3 separate regions of the Mus musculus genome follow, and all the other regions are linked to region 1. Evidence: chromatin contacts called from public Hi-C and HiChIP or PLAC-seq data. All regions are on one chromosome and are shown on one strand. The core of a region is the stretch at or near the end of the contact, and the rest is flanking DNA. Distances in the headings are between cores, read along the strand shown. Region 1 holds the start of Adprhl2 (ADP-ribosylhydrolase like 2). Region 2 overlaps Ago4 (argonaute RISC catalytic subunit 4). Region 3 holds the start of Clspn (claspin).

Region 1 (2,700 bases), core at 58-2,557:
CATGTGGTTGCTGGGATTTGAACTCAGGACCTCTAGAAGAGCAGTTAGTGCTCTTAACTGCAGAGCCATCTCTCCAGCCCCAAGGAGAACCTCTTCTGCAGTGTTACTGGGACCATACTGTAGGAAAAGGAGACTGCCAAAGTGAGCTCCCCCCAAAGGGAAACTCAAGGCCAAGAGGAACCAAGCAAGCTAGTTAGGAGTTGAACTCCTGGACTTAGCACTGCTGGAGGCCAGAACTTCCTTTGGACTCTGTCAGTTCTTTCCACTCAGACCCTCTTAAAATGTGTTTCCTGCAGCCACAGGGTCCCAACTACCACTCAACCTAAAACACACCTTTTTTTTTTCCATCTTACCAAACCATAATGAAATAAAATTTGTCTTATCTCTGCTTCCTTTAACACCCGTTTTCCATGTTCTCGACCAACTCGACATGGTTTTCTGGGTCCAGACTACCCTGACTTTTCTGTAACACACCAGTGTCCTAGTCTTGAAATTCTTTCCTCTGGTTTTGTTACCATCCTTCCTACTTCTCGGCACACCCCGTCCTTCCTCGCTCCTTCCCCTACCTCTAAATGCCTCTTAACTCGTGGAGTCCTCTGGGGTTCTGACGACGGCCCCCTTCTACTATGTTACATGCTCTTCAAGAAGAACCAAGTCTTCTACTGACATCTGACCTGGAATCTGAGGACAAGCTGCGTTTGCAAGCGAAAGGAAGGGACATGTCTTAACAGGCTAGGGACAGCCCTCGCCGACGCCCACATCGGGCCAGCAGTTTGAGAAAGCTGGTCACGACGGAACTGGCCACGCGGGAACTGGCTCTAGCCAAGGTTTTAGGCGAGGCCTGCGCTCTGAATGTGGTCATGGCTGGAGACCTACAACCACGGAGAGCTGGAGCAAACCGATTCGATCCAGGGGCCTTCAGCCTCGTGACTTCGTGGGAGCTCGCCGCAGGAGCCTCCACCTCGGCAGCCTAGTCTGCGCGCGCGCCCCCGAGTCTCGGTCCCCTCGCCCAGGGGTGGGGACCCGATCGGTGGTGCCCCGCCCACCTGTCCGCGCGCTGCCCGGCGTGCCCGGGTCCGGCTCCAGGCTCTCGACGTGACTCAGGACTGATGCCAGGCTGACGGTATCGTGTGCCTCGTAGACAGCGCCCACGCAATCTCCCAGCAGCGCGCCCGCCAGGCAACCTCGGAAGCGCGAGATGGAGCGGGCCGCACTTGCCCCGCCGCCCCCCGCCGCCGACATCGCTGTAGCTGCTGCCGCCGCAGCCACCGCCATCCGCGCGCGGACTAGTCGCCACTTCCGGCATCGATGCTGCCGCCTCTTTGGTCGTCTCTTCCCCGCGGCCCCACAGCGCCCCCTTGTGGCCCGGAGTCTCAGCCTACGTCCTACCCCACAGCGCCACTCAACGGCTGGGAGTCTCAGCGCCCCATAAGTACTCGCACGCTTCGCTTTGGCGCTCCCTACCTTCTCATTTGTAAATGGCACCACAAATGCGGCCGACAGCTCCCTAAAATCCCGCGGAGGACCCTTTGAAAAGCACCTGAACAAGAATGTTGCCCACTCAAAGCCACTGCTGCCCGCGGGCGATCACCTGTATCTTTACACCCGTATTCCTTCTGGAGTCGCTTTGGACTCGACCCCTATGAAGTCTAGGCGACTCCATCGCTCAAGTGGACTGTCTCACTCGGTCAGCCACTCTCATGGGGTAGCAGAAAAGAGCCTGGCTTGAGAACTCCATTTTTATTATTTTACTGTCCCCTCACTACTCCCCCCTCCCACCAATCTTGTGTCTTCCCTCAGCCGCCAAAGCCTAGGTTAGCTCCAGCTGGCAGATTTTGAGTGGACTCAGTGTGCGGTTTGTCGTGCGCGTGAAGGTGTCCACCTGGGGCACAAATTTCTCAGCCGGCACCGTCAGCTTGCGTCGGGTGTCCATACACTTGGTGTCCAAGAGCAGGGTGTTGGTCTTGCACGCGATATCAGCCTGTATCCGGGCCAGGTGCTTGAACAGGGCATCCAAAGCGTTCCTGTAACGCAAAGCATCGGGAGCTCAGAGCCCTACATCAGGCTGCAGGGGCCAGGACATCTCACCAGCATAAAGCCCAGAGAGACCAGCAGGCACTACGGCCCCATGGTTGAGCAGTGCCCCCCACTATTCCTGCCCACTCTCTAAACCTACTGTGTTTGGGCCAGCTTCTGCTTCATGGTATTGATGGTTGCCTCTAACTGGTGGACTTCATCAATGAGGCCATACTGTGTCTGAAGACAGAGGGGCAGGATGGGGTTTTCAGTTCAGCCGCAAGACCCTTCAGCTGGTCGCATAACTGCCTTGGACCAGAATGCTTGTTCCACAAGAAACGTGCGAAGAGGGGTAATACTGAGGTCTCCTTAGCAGACAGGGGTGGTCCCCACCGGGGCCCCTTGTACCTGGTCCCGGCAGAGCTCCACATTGGACCGGTAGGTTCTGGACTCCAGCCGGGTATGTGCAAGCTTCAAGTTCATCATCTTTCTACGCAGGTCCTCCTCCAGGCGCCGAATGTCTCCCTGCAGCTCGGCTATCTCTTCTAAGGTCTGTGGCAGACATTACTGTTCTCCACCGGCAAGACTCACACTAGGGCTCCCAACTGAAGCTTCAGGGCAGGGTTCCTTATGCCCTGCCTCACAGCATGGTGGGAAAGGCAGGGTGGTGGGGTTGGGGGAGGG
Region 2 (2,700 bases), core at 190-2,689, 170 kb after region 1:
CTCTAGAAGAGCAGTCGGTGCTCTTAACCACTGAGCCATCTCTCCAGCCCCGTGAAGACTTTTGGAAATCATGAGCTGGGTGGGCATGGTAGTTCATGGCAGTAATCTTGGTGCTCTGGTGACTGAAGAAGTGTGAGTTCACTAGCAGCCTGACCTATACACGGTGACCTTGCCCCCAAAGCAAAGAGGTCAAAAGACTGGAGACTCCCTGTTTTGGGTAAATTTGGGGACATTCTCTAAATAATTAAGTTGTAAATAGAAGTATCTGTCCACAGTGTCTTGTCTTTGAGACACAGTCTAGCAGTTTGACTGAGAAATGTCTCCCACAGCTTCAGGCATCTGGATGACTGGCTCCAAGATGGTGGCGTTGTTTAGGAAGGCTTTAGAAAGGTGCAGCCTTGTTGGAGGAAGCTCGTCACTGGAAGCAAGCCTTGCCTCATCTCCACATCCCTTTCTGCTTCATGCTTGAGGTTAAAGATGTGGGTTCTCAGCTTCTCACTGAAGCTGCCTGCTGCCATGCTTTCTACACCATTGTGAACTCTCCTTGGAGAACCATACACAAAGAAAACCAACAAAACAGTTCTCCCATAGGCCATTGCTGGTCCTGTTCTGTTTTATCCTATCAGAGAGAAGAGTAGCTATTACACAGGGTCCCTCTCTAAGGCCTAGGCTAGATTCAGAATCAAAATAATCTTCCTGCTTCCGTCTCCTAAAATTTGGGATTACCTCAATGTTTCCTTAAGATATGACTTAATCAGAGCTAACTATTAAGAGCAGTACCTAGAACCTTGATGAATATTGTCAAAGTTTCTGTATGTGAAGTGTTCTTGGAGTCCTTCAAAAATTCCCAAATGCAATTCCTAAATATAGGGAGACCCAGAAATTAAGCACACTTCTCAAATAGATGACACTGTTTAAAGTAGTCATGTCTGATGCCATTACAGTGTATTCCATAGTTACCACACCACTGATGAGAAAAACAACTTTTAGCACAAGAATGTCAATTTATTCCCCTCCCCACTTTTTGGACACATAAACACAAAATATCCCCACAGGTCAAAAAAAAACCCAAAATCAAAACCAGTAACAATAACAAAAACCTCTGCAAAATTTAAACAACCATTATCTTATCTCACATAGGGATTCAAACCCTTCCTTAATAGCTTAGAAAGTACCTCGTATCGCTGGAGAGGAACATCCAGTCCAAAGTAATAAAATACATTTTAAAACATTACAAGTCTAACCATACAGAAACCATACCGTTAGTCAGATGAACAAACACAAACATTTCAGCCAGTAGACACAGAAAGGAGATGAATATGTCAGTAGGAACCAATAAGAAAATGGTTGAGCAATAAAGATCTTTCCTTTAATTCCTGGAGTTGATGCAGTATTAGTATGATGACCTTAACTTCCGCTTTTTTAAAAATGAAAGCAGAGCAGCCACCTTGCCACTGAGCAAGAGAATCTCAGAGCACATCCGTGGAGGGCAACCACAGCGGAGTAGAGAGGATGAGCCTGGTTAAAGCAGTAGGTAGCTGAGCCAGGTGGGTAGGCTTTGACCTAGGATATGGGCTGGACCCCGGACCCTAAGGTACAGACCCATTTAGAACATCCCTGCTTGTAAATCATCTTTGGAAGCAGCACAAAGAACTTAACAGTAAGAACAAAGGTGGTTCGCCTGCCCAGAATGCTGACTGCATCAACTCAGGATTCAACAACTAACAACAAAAAAACACAATTGGTTCAACACTTGGGTCTTTCCCGTTCTTAATGTCCTATGCTCCCTAGCCCCAAAAATGTCATTCTTTAGAGTTGCCGCACCAAAATCTTCCACACTACATGACAGTACCTAAATAGGCTGCATTTAAAAGAACCAAACAGCCTAACACTACTAGAGAATGCACACCTCCCAGTGATTGACACATGCATAACAACTCAGTCAGGTTTTTGTTTGGGGGGGTGGGGGGAGGTACCTATTTGAATTGTCAACCCCAGTTAAGTTAAAACTATGCATTCAGATTTGCTTACGGTGGTATTACTGCAGTTCTGATTCTCAAGTGATCACCTCTGGACTGTTCACCCCTCAGCAAGTTCCCCTCCCCCAAGTAATCCTAACTCTTCCATATTTCTTTCCACTTGCCCAGAACAACGGCTTCACACACTTATTGATACCGTTTTTTCTACAAAAGTTGGTCTCCTGGCTTTTCCTCCAGCTCCACACGGATTCACCCCAGCATACTAGGACCGGCAGTGGTGTTTCAGGCATATCGCTCATGGGCAAACCTACAACTCAGTTGCAGGACCGTGGATGGGGCTTCCGGGCACACAGCTCGCTCACTGTTCCATCCTGTCGGAAGATGGCTAGAGTCTCTTCTGTGCATTGTCAACAAGCAAGCCCGAGGCGCTCCTGTGCAGGTACGGTGCCTTCTGTCAGCTGCCAGCCACCGAGAGTTCTTCACATCACAGACTCCAGGCAAGTTTTCCTTTTCCTAAAAAGGCTTCCTTTGTTCCCCCTCCTCTTGGGTCCAGAATGTCTGTGCTACAGAGCATTTTCTGTGCTTTCCCTGAACAGGTGTGAATAAAAGCGGCAGTCAGCCATTCATCAACATGTCTGGATTTGTATTATCCCAGGGAGGTATTTGCAGAAAAAAAGGAAGATCTCAGGGAACGGACGTCTGCTGTCGCTTCACGCCTGTG
Region 3 (2,778 bases), core at 121-2,620, 240 kb after region 1:
TCGTTCCAGCCCTCAGAAATAATTCTTTAGACAGAAGTGTAATTTGGGGCAACAGAACAGGAGAAGGGAGATTTTGGAGGATGCTCTCGGTGAGCCTGGAAATCATAAAGAGCAGGTGACAGTGGACGCGAGACGATCACATTACTTCCCTTACACGCTTCCTCCAAAGATTAAGAGAATGATGATTATAAAATTCTGCCCATTGTTTGTCACAAACTGTATGGCCAATAAAAGTCAGTCCTCCAAATGCTGGAGGAAGTGCTACAGATAGATGCATATTTGTGAATCATTGATGTATACGGTCATAGTAAAATAGCCTTTTTTTTTTTAAAAAGGGGGTAAAATATGAGGATGGGACTCTTTTTTGTATTTTTTGGAAGCCTGGAGATTATACCAGGGAGGGCCTCATGCAAACTAACTAAGCAAGAGCTCTACTACTGAGCTGCATCCCCAGCTCAAGACCCTTAGGGGTGTAGAAGTGGGCGGAGATGTGGAGAAATGGAGTTGTTTTTTATCTGAATGTGTATTCAGATAAAGGGGAGACCAGTGTCAGAGGTGACTGTCATCCCTCGTATCCTCTGAGGAGATTCTAGGGATGTGAGGTTTTCCGTGCTAAACCTGGGAAAGTCCTAAGCAAACTGGACAGAGTTGGTCACCATACCAGAATAGGTGAAGGGGGGTGGGGGGAGTTAGAGAGGAGGGGGGTTTGGGTGGGATGGAGGATAATAAATACTCAGATCTTTCTTTCCCTGTGCCAGCTGGTCTCTTTATAATAACTTTGTAAGGAGTTTTAACACTGGCTTGACCATTCAGAAGACAAAAGACAAGTCAGCTGGGACAATACAGTCCAGAAAGGACATTCTTGCCTGCCTATAGAACATGGGGAAGAAAGGACAGAGAATCGACCCGAAGAGGTAAAAACATTAACTCTGCAGGTTAGGATTGCTCCAGGGATGAACTGATGGAGAAAGCCTCCACTGGGGTCTAAGGTTCCCTCAGCAAAAAATTCAGGTGTGGGACACTCCCAGAATCCTGGGAACTTCTTCCCAGTTCACTTCCTGCATTGAAATTTCTCTCCTCTAATTGCATACGGTACGACCCATCGAACGAAGACATAGGTCAAAAGTCCAAGAACATCATTCGCAAGATACCTTCTTTCTAAGCCATAGCGCGGGATCTCTTCGCTCCCCGAGAACCCCCAGACACCCCAAAGCCACTCCTAGATCTGTTTGACAAGAGCAGCCGCAACCCGCCAAACCAACGCAAATTACATTTGCCGGGCAGGCAGGAGGCGCCTCCTGATTGGCAGGGCGATAGGGGTGGGGCCTCGGAGGGAAACCCTCCCTCGGATTGGTGCAAACCCTCAAGGTTGAGCGTTGTACCGCGTCTGGGCGCGAAAGCTCGAACTTCGCTGCCGAGCTGGAGACGGCGGGAGCTGTCGCCGTCAAGTTGAGGTTACTGCAGACACGTTCTCCTGGAGCTGTGCGGAAGGGAGGCCGGAATCATGACCGGCGAGGTGGGTTCTGAGGTGAGTTTAGGCTCTGGTCCGGGCTGTGGAGGCCTTTCGCTGAGGGCCGAGTGGGACAGTCAACCCAGCAGGGCCAGAGCGCCGAGCCGGGAGGACTACAATTCCCGGCGTGCACCGCTCCGAGACCACTGGACTGAGTCTGGGGGCCTCTGGAGGGTCTCCATCTGGCTTCCCGCGCTCAGTCCCCACAGCTTCTGGTTCGGCGGCGCGCGCTGTTGTCCGCCCAGCCGGGTCCTCAGCTTGTCACTGCAGCCCGCCTTGCTCTTTGGCGCGTTTCCTGCCGCGCAAGCTCCCTTTACAGCATCCCCACAAAAAAAAAAAAAAAAAAAAAAAAAAAAAAGGCCTTGGCCAGCCTGGCCTGGAAGTTGTGGGGTGGGAGTCTCTGTAAGCACAGGGTGAGGGGTATAAGCAGTTGGAACTCTGGTTCTGGAAGGAACTTGTAAGGGTGTCGCGCGTGGGCCCACAGTCTTTGCCTACAGTGGCCTGGCTCACAGCGTCCTTCCAGTAGCTGGTGACTCACTAGTGGAATTTGGCCATAGAAAACCTTTTCCGTGATCTGTGTTCTTTTCTGGAGCCAGGACTAGGGCCAAATAGTTGCCTTAAGAACAGATTTAATGGGGGTACCAGAAAAACCTAATCACCAAAGGAAAGCCTTTTTGTTGTTGTTGTTGTTGTTGTTGTTTTTTTTTTTTTTTTTTTTTTGAGACAGGGTTTCTCTGTGTAGCCCTGGCCGCCCTGGAACTCACTCTGTAGACCAGGCTGGTCTCGAACTCAGAAATCCTCCTGCCTCTGCCGAGTGCTGGGATTAAAGGCGTGCGCCCCCACGCCTGGCTATGAAAGCCTTATTTTGACATGAAGTTTTCACGATTAGATATTGAACAAAATAACAGACTTTAATCAAGATCTCGTTGTGCACCAACCTGTCTTTTTGCCTCACTAGGATTTTTTTAAAAAGCCTTAATTTAAATAACATTATTTTCAAAAGGTGGCTGACTTCATAAGCCACACTTTTGCTGACTCTTACTAGAAAGAGAGAAAGAAAGAAAGAAAGAAAGAAAGAAAACAAACATAAAAGTAGGAGACAAAGACAGGGAGGCAAAGTTAGAAGAATGGTATGTGAGCACAATTATGACATGAGTGAGTGTGTGTGTGTGTGTGTGTGACTATCACAGTGGGATCTGAAGGATGGCTCATAAATAAAGACATTTGTTTTGAAGCCTGACAGCGTGACTTCTATCCCCAGGACTCAC

What was found. Hi-C and Micro-C count contacts between places; a contact is called where the count stands out from the background. HiChIP or PLAC-seq counts read pairs in DNA pulled down with a chosen protein or histone mark.
Region 2: a contact with region 1 is called in a Hi-C map of bone marrow-derived macrophages, with 35 read pairs. The contact joins the enhancer-like site here to the promoter of Adprhl2 in region 1. A contact is called at or near these places in 6 of 39 promoter capture datasets (the 3T3-L1 cell line, the C10 cell line, the HPC-7 cell line and 3 more), 14 of 484 Hi-C or Micro-C datasets (the G1E-ER4 cell line, the N1E-115 cell line, Th2 cells and 10 more), 8 of 115 datasets of contacts at active chromatin or transcription factors (bone marrow-derived macrophages, embryonic stem cells, large pre-B cells and 1 more) and 4 of 9 other capture datasets (adipose tissue, embryonic stem cells, liver and 1 more).
Region 3: an H3K4me3 HiChIP or PLAC-seq map of embryonic stem cells shows a contact between it and region 1, with 53 read pairs. The contact joins the promoter of Clspn here to the promoter of Adprhl2 in region 1. A contact is called at or near these places in 2 of 39 promoter capture datasets (the 3T3-L1 cell line and pre-B cells), 3 of 15 datasets of contacts at CTCF or cohesin (the NIH/3T3 cell line, embryonic stem cells and pro-B cells), 11 of 484 Hi-C or Micro-C datasets (the Ba/F3 cell line, the CH12 cell line, the G1E-ER4 cell line and 4 more), 12 of 115 datasets of contacts at active chromatin or transcription factors (effector CD8 T cells, embryonic stem cells, large pre-B cells and 3 more) and 2 of 9 other capture datasets (adipose tissue and liver).

What each region holds. Positions count from the first base shown.
Region 1 is chr4:126,320,396-126,323,095 of GRCm38.p6, forward strand. Adprhl2 (ADP-ribosylhydrolase like 2) reads right to left here and starts at 1,308. Exons shown (of 6, transcript NM_133883.2): 1 at 1,047-1,308. The coding sequence starts at 1,275. It overlaps Tekt2 (tektin 2), which reads right to left. Exons shown (of 11, transcript NM_001357262.1): 9 at 2,425-2,568; 10 at 2,177-2,256; 11 at 1,726-2,024. The coding sequence ends at 1,811.
Region 2 is chr4:126,488,557-126,491,256 of GRCm38.p6, forward strand. Ago4 (argonaute RISC catalytic subunit 4) reads right to left here. Exons shown (of 18, transcript NM_153177.3): 18 at 985-2,700. Among named protein-coding and RNA genes, the nearest start is that of Ago1, 21 kb to the left of the region's middle. Within about 2 kb of position 1,440, at least 33 of the 459 cell types and tissues checked have an H3K27ac peak or open chromatin away from gene starts, as enhancers often do. A contact at or near this core is called in the HPC-7 cell line and bone marrow-derived macrophages, where this site is marked.
Region 3 is chr4:126,555,610-126,558,387 of GRCm38.p6, forward strand. Clspn (claspin) reads left to right here and starts at 1,371. Exons shown (of 26, transcript NM_175554.4): 1 at 1,371-1,528. The coding sequence starts at 1,505.